2 separate regions of the Rattus norvegicus genome follow, and region 1 is linked to region 2. A link is a contact called in public Hi-C data. All regions are on one chromosome and are shown on one strand. Each heading gives the region's core, a stretch centred on a gene start, on an enhancer-like site or on the middle of the called end of the contact. The rest is flanking DNA. Distances are from core to core; before and after follow the strand shown.

Evidence for each region. A called contact is a pair of places that touch in the nucleus more often than the background predicts.
Region 1: a contact with region 2 is called in a Hi-C map of frontal cortex, with 2.8 times the contacts expected there. The contact joins the promoter of Lamtor4 here to the promoter of Mblac1 in region 2. A contact is called at or near these places in 8 of 12 Hi-C or Micro-C datasets (the A7r5 cell line, Schwann cells, frontal cortex and 4 more).

The regions. Positions count from the first base shown.
Region 1 is chr12:22,368,935-22,375,374 of GRCr8, forward strand. Lamtor4 (late endosomal/lysosomal adaptor, MAPK and MTOR activator 4) reads left to right here and starts at 3,335. Exons shown (of 4, transcript NM_001108330.1): 1 at 3,335-3,406; 2 at 3,846-3,926; 3 at 6,414-6,440. The coding sequence starts at 3,404.
Region 2 is chr12:22,183,417-22,190,515 of GRCr8, forward strand. It overlaps Mblac1 (metallo-beta-lactamase domain containing 1), which reads left to right and starts at 1,726. Exons shown (of 1, transcript NM_001024996.1): 1 at 1,726-2,988. The coding sequence starts at 1,818. The coding sequence ends at 2,573. It overlaps Cnpy4 (canopy FGF signaling regulator 4), which reads left to right. Exons shown (of 6, transcript NM_001108852.3): 5 at 1-87; 6 at 172-1,016. The coding sequence ends at 314.

The DNA.
Region 1 (6,440 bases), core at 2,085-4,584, 190 kb after region 2:
TTATGTTAATGTGTGTGTGTGTGTGTGTGTGTGTGTGTGTGTGTGTGTGTGTGTTAGCTAATTTTCTGGTTGTCGTGACAAAATCTTGCTCCTGAAAGGTTTATTTCAGCTCATGACTTTGGGGGATGTGGCCCATCTCCGTAGTGGGAAAGCCTGGGGGTGGGGTTGCAAGGCAGCTGGTCACGTGACATCCACCTTCAGGAAGCAGAGAGGGGTGAGCACCCTGCCCGGGCATGGTCTCCTCTTTATCCAGTCTTTGATCCCAGTCCACTAGATGGTGCTGCACACACTGAGAGTGGACCTTCCCTCTTCAGACAACCCAGTCTAAGGATCCCCTCACAGAGAGGAAACCTCTGGCTTCTTGTCACATCCTGCTTGTTTGGGGCTCTTTGTTTTTGTTTGTTTGTTTGTTTGTTTTACTGTGTTTGCTTATGTCTTAGCATCCAGCCTACATGAGATCCTGTCTCAGAGAAAAGCCACTGCTGTACCCTTCGGTTTGAAGGAGAGTGTTCAGTACAGAGGAAATGCCCAATTCACAGTCATGGAGAAACAGGAAAGATTACTGTCTGCATGAGTGGTGTGAATCGGGTATTGCAAAAAGGAAACAGTGCTGACTCACGAATAGGACCCTGCAAAGAGGGCCTTGTATTAATAAAAATGTCAACAGGAAGTTTTGAGGTAAAATTGAATGTAATTTACATTATTGCACAGACTGCGTGTGGTTGAAAAACCAGTGTTCTGTGTGTTGTTGACGGTTTCCGTGACATCATGTTTATGCAACATCTAAAAGGAGATAAAAACTTTGCCTTCTGATTTCATGTCCTTTTTAAAATAATTCTTATTTTAAATGTGTGTGTGCACGTGTATGTACATTCGCGCACATGAGTGCTTGCATGCACATGCATGTGCTAATACATTCATGCAGGTGTCCACAGAGGCCAGAAGAGAGAGGACATCAGATCCCCTAGAGCTGAAGCTTGTGAGCTGCCTGACCCCGTCTCTGGGAACCAACCCAGGTCCCCTGGAATGTCAGCACAGGATGCTAACCACCACGCAATCCGCCTAGACCTTCATTTCCTTCTCGATCACTGAATACCAATGGTTCCTGAATAGTTCATTGCAATCCAAAAGCATAAAGGTAGTTTTAAAGAACTGTATAATTGGTCCACAGAGCAAAGGAAAAAGCATCGGCCTTGGCGTCATACCATGGAGAGTGGGAACTAACTCTTCCACTGGCCGGTTGTACTGGATGCAGCTGGAGTTATTACAGGGAAGTTAAGGGGGTGCCATGATGGGCTTATGACTGAGAGTCTTAGATGAGTGTGGAGAGCGCTGCTCCCAGCCAGTGGTGAACGGTGACGGCACACAGCTGGAACCTTTGCACTTGGGAGGTGGAAACAGGAGCGCCAGGAACTCAAGGTCAGCCTAAGTTAGATGAAGTTCTGCCTCAAACAAGACAAAACAAACAAAACAAAACCATGTGATTCCTCAGCATCATGGGTATCTAAGGCCTGGGAGGGCCTGAATGTTTAGCATCTTTGAACAGCTTTCTCTTCACAGTCTCTGCCAATTTAAAATTTCTTTCAAGACCACCCCACTAGTTAGCTTAAAATAGCCTCTAACTCAAGTTCCTTCCACTTCCCTCCCAGCTTTGGGATTATAGGTATGCATCACCACAGCCACTTAAGTTTAAATTGTATATTGTAATTATACTTTTTTATATTTTCATTTTTATGGTTTTGGTTTTTCAGTACAGGGTTTCCTCTGTGTAGCCCTGGCTGTCCTGGAACTCACTCTGTAGACCAGGCCGGCCTTGAACTCAAGAGATCTGCCTGCCTCTGCCTCCCAAAAGACAAGATTAAAGCTATGTACCACCACTTCTTGGCTTTTTATATCTATTTTTAATGTGTGTGTGTGTGTGTGTGTGTGTGTGTGTGTGTGTGTGTGTCCATGTGTACCGTAGCTCACAAGTGTAGGTTTGAGAACTATTTGTGGGGTTGGTTGTTTCCTTTAACAATGTGGGACTCAGTGATCAAACTCAGGTTATTAGGCTTGGCGGCAAGCACCTTTGCCTGCTGAGCCTCTTTGCTGGCCCTACTTCAAAATTGTTGCCATGTTGAATTCCGGGCCTGGGCATGCTGGGCAAGTGTTCAAACTCAGACCCATGCCTCATTTTTAAAGACATGCATTTTCTCTAATTAGCTGCTTCTCCTAAACCAAGACGATTTGGGGTGGAGGACTTTCTTTCTTGAGCTATGATTAGTGCTGGGGATACAGACCAGATGGAGAGCTCTTACCCAGCATGCGCAAGGCCCTTACTTTGCTTCTCGGCACTGAAAATAAGGGGGGGGGGGGGGAGGGTTATATAATTCACAGATCTTGAAACATTTTAATTCAAAGTGTACAACCTATGTCACAGTCACAAAGATAGGCAGACTTCAATACGAATCCCAAAAAGTTTAAATCACACGTGCCACTCCCCCCCCCCCCTTAATAGGCACTTCCTATTTTCTCTTGCCTCACTACCGACCACTAACTGCTTTCACGTTTTTCTGGATTTGCCAGAAGTGTATGTGTTTTAGTTAGGCTCCTGGTAGGTAGCTCAGGCTGGCACTGAACTCACTATTCAGTCCAATCTGGCCTGAACTTGAAACCCCCTTCCTTGGCTTCCCAGGATTTATACCAGTATTACAAGTATTCAGCGTCAGTCACAGCTAAGCATCTTACATAGATGGAACCACATAATATGTGGTCTTATGTGACTGCCCTTTCAAGCCAGTCCTTCTGGTTGATTCTGAGCCTCTAAAGGCTGAGTTGTCTCTGAAGCTATTCTTCTGGCTTGCTTTAACTTGCTTTCGAGATTCTCAAGTTGCTCTTGGTGTCAGGACGTTTTTCCCTTGTATTGATAATATACTACAGTGTGCATATATACACCAAATTTGATTTACCCATTCATATTTGGGTCGTATACTAAGGCAGAAAATTAACACGTGAACAGTTTTTCATGTGTAAACCATCGTCATTCACATTAACTTCTCTTTTCAGGTTGAACCGTGACACCTAACGGGGAAAGCTCTTTACAACACTAGACTGCATTACTTTCTCCTTGGAAGCCTAGGCGCACGCGCACGTTCGTGAGGAGGTGGAGAGGTGCCCCGCCCCTCGCTCAATAACTCTTCAGATAATCTCGCAGGCGAATCCTGAGTGGCGAGGAAATGCAACCAATCCACGAATGTGTCCGGAAAGCGGCGCTCCGCAGTGGTTGATAAAGTCTGATGACGTACGCACCATCCAATGCGCAAGCGAAGGGCTGGGCTAGAGTCAGCTGGTGAACCACCTGACCGGAGCCTGGAGCCGGAAGCTACCTATCCGGTAGACAGCTCCCCCTGCACCTACGGCTGCCATGGTGAGTGAGGACGCATGCGCGGGCTTGTGCGCCTAGGGTTGCGCGTCCCTGTTCCCCAAACTTCGGTTACCCCCTTATGGCTTGCACTCCGCTGTCACCCCCAGTCCACCCTGGGACCGAAAGGAAACAGAGATGGAAGGGAGGCGACCGGGAGGGCTGGAGAAGGAAGGCTCCGCTACCGGGTGTTTTGCGGCCGGGAGTAGTTTTGATGGCACAAGGGGCGGGGCATAAGGGCACTGGAATGAGAAGGGGCTGTGAAGCTAGGAAGGTCTCCTGGGTCACCTGCCTGACAAGTGGAAGAGCTCAGGCGTCCAATAGTGACCATGGATGGAGACTCAGTGTTACAAGCCATTTAGAGGGTCTGAAAGGCTTATATCCAGGAGGGAGATGGGTTTACAAGGCTGTCATGGTTCTCACCTCTTGCCTCTTTACCCACTAGACTTCCGCACTGACCCAAGGGCTGGAACGAATCCCAGACCAGCTTGGCTACCTGGTGCTGAGCGAAGGTGCAGTGCTAGCGGTGCGTTGTGGGAAAGCGAGGCATGGGGTGGTGGCGGTGACGGGGTCCTTTGGGGACACACAACCCAGAAATCCCTTCAAATATTTCCCGCTTTCTCTCAGTTGTCTACTTTTGTCCTCTCTGTGGTTCCCTGCTTGCCATATTTAATGTTTGGATATATGGTATAAATGCTTATTTCCAAAAGGTTGGGGTTATAGCTCAGTCAGGAGAGTGAGTTACTTAGCACGTACAAAGCCTTCAGTTCAATTCCCAATACTGCACAAAACCAAACACAGAGGCACGTGATCTGTAGCCCCAGCACTTGGAAGGTGGAAACCGGCAGATTAGAAATTCAGGTTCATCTTTGGCTATGTATCAAGTCAAATCACAGTCTGGACCACATGTAACTCAGCCTCAAAAAACAAAAACCAAACTTTACCAAAGTCATTCAATTAGTTAGTTACTTGTAGTATGTTTTTATTTGGGATATCTTTAAAAAAGCCGAGGACAACCTTTGGGAGTGAGTTCTCCTCCTGCCATGCGGGTCCTGAGGATTGAAATCCGGTCCTTAGGCAAGCACTTTTATGCTCTGAGCCATTTCACCTGCCCCTAGAATTTTGGGGGGCGGGGGCAAGACTTCTCTAGAGGCAAGGATTGAGCTGAGCTGCTAAGACAGAAGGTTGTGAACGAGGAAGAGAATTCTCAGGGCTGGGAGCTGGACATACTTGCCTGAGTGTAACAGCGCCTGGTTGTGGTCTTGTGTTGAAACAGTTTGAAGAGGAAGGATGCTGTGGTAAGACTCTGATACTGAACTTCCTATGGCTAGCTTCAATATCTTTGGACAAATCTTGAGGGTTACTTAAAGGGTTTTGAAAACATAAATGTGACTCACAGAAATGGTGTAGCATGACTGTCCCAGGAGAGCCATCTAAGAGACTGGCCGGGTAGCAATGAGAAGTAAGGGCTATAGACATTGTATCTATTTTTTTAGTGTCTGCACATGTGTGTGCCCATGCATATGCTAAGACCAGTGTAGGACATTAGAGACCTCCTCTTACCCTTCTCTGCCTTATTCCTTGAGGCAGGGTCTCATACTGAACCTGGAGCTAGACTGGCAACACTGAGCAAGCCTTAGCAATCAACCTGCCTGTACACCCACAGTACTGGGATTCCAGGTGTGAGCATGGCCATGTAGGGTAGGGGATTTGAACTCAGGTCCTCTTGCTTGTACAGCAAGCGCTCTTATCCACTGAGCCATTGCCACAGCCCAGAGATCACATCTTAGAGGTATTAATATATGTTGGTAATAACTAGGTAAAGTACTTCTGCATGTACCTTACCTTTCTGATGTACTCATCCTGTAGGACTCTGAGCAGGGAAAACCAGAAAAGTACTGTGGTACCTGAACAAATAAGAAAGTAAAAAAGGAAGCTGACCAAGGAGGTAGCTAAAGGGAATTTTGATGGCCTGACTATAGACAGGAGATGAGTGAGGTCTGAGATGAGTGAGATGGACTGATAGCAGTTATAGTACATTTATTATGTAGGCACTGTTATAATATTCTCATTGTTTTCTCATGAAACTTCCACAAGCACAGAATATGGGTCCAATATACAGATGGAGAAACTGAGAGCAAAAGGAACTAAATCTAGTAAAGGGCCCATTTAGAATCAGTGGGAAGAGGGAGTAGAAGCAGTTTGTCCAGAGAAGTCTGGACTACTGTCTTCTCATTGACCCTAGAAGTAGCCAGAGGGAAAGCTTCAAAGACAAAGTAGGTGTTTCTGGTTCATAGCCTTCAGACAAGGACAAGTGGGAAGACTGGGGACAAGTGGAACCTTCAAAGATTGAGCAGTTAGCTTAGTGGTAGAACATCTTCCTAGAATCCTCTGTGAGGGGCTGAAGGCATGGGTCAGTAGTAGAACACTTGCCCAGGAGTCCCCCAGTGAGGGGCTGGGGGCGTGGCTCAGTGGTAGAGCCCCTGCCTAGAATCCCCCCAGTGAGGGGCTGGGGGTGTGGCTCAGTGGTACAGCCCCTGCCTAGAATCCCCCAGTGAGGGGCTGGGGGCGTGGCTCAGTGGGAGAGCCCCTGCCTAGAATCCCCCAGTGAGGGGCTGGGGGTGTGGCTCAGTGGTACAGCCCCTGCCTAGAATCCCCCAGTGAGGGGCTGAGGGCGTGGCTCAGTGGTACAGCCCCTGCCTAGAATCCCCCAGTGAGGGGCTGGGGGTGTGATAGATCACTTGGTAATCACACCCTAGGTTTTGATTTTCTGCATGGCTATCAGTAGAGTTGCAAAAGAAGCCTGGTGTCTCAGAATGAGAAACAAAATGGCACAAGGGAAGGCAGCACCATCATAAAGGGGTTTTAGGTAGGATTTTTCTGAAGCTGGGTGATTTGGGACTACAGACAAGGGAGACCATAACAAGTATAGGAAACAGAGGTCCTGTGCCTTGAATTTGTTCCCAACTCTGGCCTCTTTCTTTTGTTCCTGCCCCCCTTCACCCACATGCAGTCATCTGGGGATCTTGAGAACGATGAG
Region 2 (7,099 bases), core at 476-2,975:
TCGTGGGAGACTGGTACTTTCACCATCAGGAGCAGCCCCTGCAGCATTTTCTCTGCGGACGTCATGTGCTCCCAGCCACTGAAACTGGTAAGTGCAAAAGTCTGGGCTCCTCTCCCAGCTTCCCAGCTATTCCCGGCATTAACACCGAGCGCTTCTTCTCGTTCTACCTAGCTTGTCTCCAGGAAACGTGGACTGGAAAGGAGAAGATCAGTGATGGGCAGGAGGAGACAGAGGAAGAGGAGGAGGAAAAGGAGGAGAATAAAGAGATAACCAAGACTTCAGGCACTCCCAAGCATGACCCAGAAGATCTTTGACCCTTACGTTTGAATCCCAAGGATGGGTCATGGAGAGTTTTCTAAACTCTTGAGCCCTCCCTCCCCCATCCCAGGGTTTTAACTGTCCTTTTTGTATAATCTCAGCCATGATCCTGGGAACGCAGAATGGCAACAGGAGAGGAGAAGTGGGTGAAGCAAAAGCAAATTTTGCCTTCAGAGATGAGACACATACAGCCACTTAATTGACCAGGTGTGTGCTCACCTGCGCCAATTGGTCAGTAGTGGTATGAGCTGTGGGAAACTCACTTTGCTTTTTAAAGGGTCTATTAAACACCCTTTCAAGAGGCCAGGGAGGGGCTAGAATGTAGCTCAGATAGTAGAATGACAATGACAGGACAATAATGGGAGCTGGACCTGATGTGGTGGCACAGCCCTGTAATCTCAGCACTTGAAAAGTGGTGGCAGGATTATCAGAACACTGTCCAGCCGTGTGGCAGTTCAAGACCAACCGGAGCTACACGAGAGACCCTGTCTCAAAGTGAGAAGCCAAAAAGAAACCCTCAAGAACCAATATGCACTGCCAACATGAGGCTGTGTACCACCAATCTGTGAACCAGAACAGAACCCTGGAAGAGAGTGAAGCAATACTGGGGTGAGGTGGGGTCGACATATGTAGCCTATTTCCTATTTCACAGGTGCCATATCTTCTATATTGCTATTAAACCTTTTATATGTATATCAGCTGAGTCCCATTTCAAACATGCACACATTATCGACAAGGTGGGGCCAATGGCCTGCTTTCTATTAGTAGTTAATTGTGTTCTTATAATTATGCAACGGGGTTGGGGAAACAACTGTACCACTAGGACTTTAAATCCAGAGTGGCATTTACAAGTTTGTAATTCCAGCGTTTTGGAGGTGGGGGCAAGAGGATCAAGAACTCAATGTCTTCTTCAGCTATAAGCAAGTTCAAGACCATCCTGGGCTCCTTGGGCCCCTGTCAGAAAAATAGAAAAAAAAAAAAAACAAACCAACAACAACAACAACAACAACAAAAACCCCGGAAGTTACTGTAATACACGTGAACTGTACAGGATTAGGATTAACGTTGGGCAACGTGGCTAGTACTTCAGGCTCCGTAGTTTGTACGGAAGCCCATAGAGGGAAAAGTTCTCGCGTTTTCTCGCCTTTTCAGTTTTCCCAGAGTTTTTTTCTTTTTTTTTTAAAAAGACTTAAGGACAGCGATAGTTTAGTTTCAAACTAGACAACAGCTAGAATGGAGAAGGAATATATCTATATATATCTCTCTCTATATATATCTTTAAAATGTGGATGCGTGAAGACCTACAGACTATAAACCTGACCAAAAGAATCTAGGTTGGGCGATACCATCTTCAGCAGGGGTGGTGGTGGAGGGCGATACCACCTTAAGAGCTGGGAGAGGGTGGCAACGAGTTGCTACTAGGAAAGTGACGGGACTCGCGGTAGGATTTCGGAGGGACTGGCAGATGTCCGTGGACGGGTATATGTCCTTCCCTTGCCATGAGCGGTCCAGTGCGCACTGAGCCGCTGCACGGCGAGACCCCTCTGCTGGCGTCCAGCGGTTCCTACTCGGTGGTGGTTCTGCTGCGCGGCTACGCGGAGCCGCAGGGAGTAGGCGACGCGGTGCGTGCAGATGGCACGGTGACTCTCGTCTTGCCTCGGGGCTGGGTCTCGGATACCAGCCGCCGATTGGCCCCATCTGCAGACGGCGGCGCAAAGACTGCCCTGGAGGAGGCAGTGCGTGGCCCCATCCTCGTGGACACTGGGGGTCCCTGGACTCGGGATGCACTGCTGGAAGCCCTGGCTACTCAGGGCGTGGCCCCCGGAGATGTGACTCTGGTGGTGGGCACCCACGGGCACTCGGATCATATTGGGAACCTAGGGCTGTTTCCCCAGGCGGCTCTGTTAGTTTCCCATGACTTCTGCCTTCCCGGGGGTCTCTATCTGCCCCATGGGCTGTGTGAAACGCAGCCCTTAATACTGGGCTCTGGACTGCAGGTGTGGGCCACGCCGGGCCACGGAGGACAGCGGGACGTGAGCGTCGTAGTGGAGGGCACCAGCCTGGGCACCGTGGTGGTGGTTGGCGATGTGTTCGAGCGTCTTGGTGATGAGGACTCCTGGCAGGACCTGAGTGAAGACCCAGTAGCTCAACAGCGGAGCCGGGAGAGGATTCTGAGCGTGGCTGATGTAGTGGTGCCTGGTCACGGAGCTCCCTTTCGAGTGGTCAGGGAAGCAGTGAAAAGTTCGGAGGATTAGATATGTGAAGGCAAGGAGGTTGCTTGATCAGTCAGGAAAGCCCTTCCAACGAGGAACTGGTGTGTCAGTCCAGGAGACACAGAGGACTCAGATCAAGCAGTGTTTGTCATGTGCAGCTTTCCAGGAGGCAGCTTCCAAACAGGTGACATCAGTCACCTTTATCATTGTAACCTAAGAAGGACAAAGGACTGGCTCAGTTCTGCATCCTTTGTGAGCCTCGGTAAAATGCAGGGGAAAAGAAGTTAAAATATTTATTTGGGATGTGTCTGTGTGCCCGTCAGTTCTCTCCATCCTGTGGGTCCCCAGGACCGAGTTCAGGTTGTCAGACTTGGCGGCAGGGAACTTTACCCGCTGAGCCTTCCTGACGTATATACCCTTGTTAAGACCTTCAAAAATAAAAATAGACTGGACGTCATACTGTCCTAATGTAAACGCAAAATGCTGACTGCAAAATCTTTGGGGTTGTAATCAGATGTTGCAAAAGAGGAACACTGTGGCCAACAGCTTGTTTCTAGGATGCACGCTGGCCAGAAGGTTCCAGACATAAGAAATCACCCCTTCCAAGTACTGGATTACAGACTTATAGGCATGTGCTGCCCCACCTGGCTTTCACCTGACTTTAGTTCACTCACTGATTCACGTGGTGGGTAATTATTCAGCATCTGTAATGTCAAGCGCTGATGTAGACCTTGTGATACCACTACAGTGAGAGAATGACAAGTCCCCCCACCGCCTCATCACGTTCCATTCAGGAGACAAGTAACCACAATAGCAGTAGCAATCAGATAATTATAAGTTGTGACATATAATACACACGTGTAGGATGAGGAAAGAGAGCAGGGTGGAGAGAGGCTGCTTGATGTTGAGAGATTACGGAAAGCCTCTGAAAGACGCTGTTTCTTTGTTTATTTTTTTTTACATCCATTTCTTTTGCTGCGTGCGCACACATTTGAGCTATGGCTTGACCGTTCGTGTCAGGACAAGTTGTAAGAGCTGGTTCACCCTTCAATCATTTGGGTTCTGAGGGTACACTCATGTCCTCAGGCTTGGCAGCAAGTACCTTTATCTGCTGAGCCATCTCTCTGGTCCCTAGTTTCTTGTTTTCGTTTTAAATTAGGGTCTTTTGTAGTGGGCTGGCCTTGAACTTGCCATGTGACTGAGGAAGACCTGATTGCCCTTCCTGCCTCGACCTCCCAAGTGCTGGAATTACAGATGAGTACTACCAAGCACAACTCTCTCTCTCTCTCTCTCTCTCTCTCTCTCTCTCTCTCTCTCTCTCTCTCTTGTCTCTGTCTTTCTCTCTTTCGAGACCATCTTGTTCTGAGACCACGCTGGCCTAGAATTCACTGTATAACCCCAGATGTCCTCAAAATTCTCAATCTTCTGGTCTCATCCTCCTGGCGGCTCTGATTACAGGGTAAGCTACCACGTGCAGCTTTTGAGAAGGTGAATGACAAAGAGAAGGTGCCTCCCAGAGAATCTGAGAGAAGGGTGTCCGTGGCTGCAGAACAGTAGATGTAATTCTCTGAGCCACAACGGCATGACCTATTTGAGCAGCTAGAAGACCCATGGGGCCTTGGGAAGTAACTCAATCCAGTGCTTGCCCAGAATGTACAAAGTATTGGTTTCAATTTCCAGCATGGCCTAAAACTCAGCGTAGTGGCATATACCTAGAACTCTGGTACTTAGAAAGTGGAGGCAGGAGGATCAGAAGTTTAAGGTCATCTTCAGCTACACAGCAGGTTTGAAGCCATGGGCTACATGAGACCCAGTCTCAAAAATAAATAAGGATGATCCGTGGGACTGGAATGCCAGGGAAAAGTGGCAAGAAAGGAGGCCTCATATCGGATAAACCTGGAAACCATTGTAAGTAACACGGAAGCCATTGGCTCAGAAACAGGCTGTAACAAACCTGATCTCTTTTGTAATCACCCTTTCAGGGATCTGTGGTGCCCTCCTGTAATCCCAATGCTGAGGGAGTAGAGGCAGGAGGGTCAGGAGTTCAGTGTTAGCACTGTGCAGTTTAAGGCCAGCCTGGACTATATGTGACCATGTCTCAAACAAGTAAAACAAATAACCACTTGATCTGAGTGGAGAAGGCCTTAGTATGGGGCAAGAACAGGATTGGGTAGATTAGAAGGAAGTGTTAGAGCTGTGTTTCTCAACAGGGTCTAAGACCATCAGAAATTTCAGATATTTACATTGTGATTCCTAACAGTAGCAGAATTACAGTTATAAAATATCAAAGAAAATAATTTTATGATCGGGAGTCAACATGAGGAACTGTGTCACAGCATTGGGAAGGTTGTGAACTGCTGCTTTGGCCTGAGAGAAGTTTGTGGTATATGCTCTTATTCCAGAAGTCTTCATTGTTGCAATTCTCTTCACAACTGTGTCCCAACCTTCCCCCAGTCCCCTTGTCAACACTCAGTAGGACAGATGGAGAGGAAGAAGCCCATCTTGTTTTCCTCTACTGTATTAGTGTTTTACTGCTGTGAACAGACACCATGACCAAGGCAAGTCTTATAAAGACAACATTTAACTGGGGCTGGTTTGTAGGTTCAGAGGTTCAGTCCATCATCATCAAGGCAGGAACATGGCAGCATCCAGGCAGGCATGGTGCAGGAGGAGCTGAGAGTTCTACATCTTCATCTGAAGGCTGCTAGCAGAATACTGACTTCAGCCACAGCTAGGACATGGGTCTTAAAGCCCACACCCAGTGACACACCTACCCCAACAAGGCCACATCTACTCCAACAAGGCTACACTTCCTAACAGTGCCACTCCCTGTGCCAAGCATATACAAACCATCACAGCTTCTGTCAGCTCTATGATGAGAACACTAATGTTACCTCTTTTTTTTTTTTTTTTTTTTTTTTTTTTTATGGTGACGAAACAAAACAAAAACCTAATGGGGTAAGTAACCCAGAAATGAACTAAACAGTAATTGAGAAACAGAAATCACTGAGAGTCAGTCAAACCCAAGGCCTGGCTCCCGAGGGTTTCCCAGTCCTCGACCTGCTGGGGTGGCTTCTGGATTAGACCACACATTTATTTCCTATCAGCCAATGGAAAAAGAACTTCTCTTTTTCAGAACAAGGAGTACCTGGTGACTCATGTTTACAATCCCAGCTCTCAGGAGGCTGAATGAGGACCATGTGTTCAGATCCAGCCTGAACTCCAGTGAGCTATTGTCTCTCTCAAAGGCAGCAGGATGCTAAGGATGTGGCTTAGCTGGTGCAGCCCCCGCCTGGAATGCCCAAACCCCTGATTTGGTATCCAGCACTGAATAAATAGCACGGCGGCAGGCGGACACGTCAGAAGACGTTCAGGTTATCTTTGGCTAATTTTTGAGTTTGAGACCTTGGAATAATTTTCTTTCTCAGACTTTACGGGCAAAAGAATTCTGTTACTTTTAACTATGTGTCCTGTTCTCCAGAGGACGCTGGCTGTCCTGAGGCTGTGGATACTTGTCAGCCTTTATTTTTCTTAGGCTCCATGCCACAGTGCCATCATTTTGCATGGTAAGGTCACAACCTCTCTCTCTAGCCCCCTGAAATGCATGCTTCCTTCTTTCTTTCCATTCTTCCTTCCTTTTTCCCTCCTCCTCCCTTTCCTCCCGTCCTTCCTTCCTTTCTTTTTCTTTTTTCTTTTTTGGCTTTGTAGGTTTCACTATGTTATGTAGCACAGGCTAGCCTAGAACATTTTTGTTGTTGCTTTGTAGGTCTCACTATGTAGCACAGGCTGGCCTAGAACTCTTTACGTTTTTTAAATTACATTTTTACTAATTGTTTGCATGACAAGCAGGTAGAAATCAAGGGACAACCTGTAGAAGTCCACATTCTCCACCTACCATGTGAGTTCCAGGAACTGAACTCAGGCCATCATGTTTGGTGACAGGCAGCTTTACCTGGTGAGCCATTTCACCAGCCTCGAAGGCCAGTAACTCCATCTTCTCTGCCCACTTCAAGTGCTAAAATCTCCAGGTATGTGCCACCACACCTGTCCTTAGGCTAGTGCCTCCAGACCAGCATAAGAGCAAACACCTCTCCTCCAAGGGGCTTTCAGATGGGCAGGGTGTACTGGGCACTCCATCCTCTTCACCTCCTAGAGCCATGGTTCTCCTCAAGGTTCAGCTAAACTGTTACATCCTGACCATCACAGGCAGACAGAGTGCCCCTCTCTCTGTGTTCAAGCTGCTTGGGGCACACAATGGCGAAGTTCTGATCACAATGCTTGCTGCTTTTATTTTTTTTTTATTTTTTTATATTTTGGTTTTGATTTTTATAACCATTATTCTGTGGCTGCTCAGCTCTAAATAAAGACGCATAGACATATATTAATTACAGCTTTAGGCCTTTGCTTACTCCTGTTCGTGACCTGCAGTTATACCTTATTAACTCATTTATATTAATCTACGTTCTACCTTGTGGCTCATTAGTTACCCCTCTTTCAGCCCCAAACTGGCAAATTCTGCCACACTGGATTCTTTCCCAGAGTTCTTCTCTCTCCTGGAAGTCATGCCT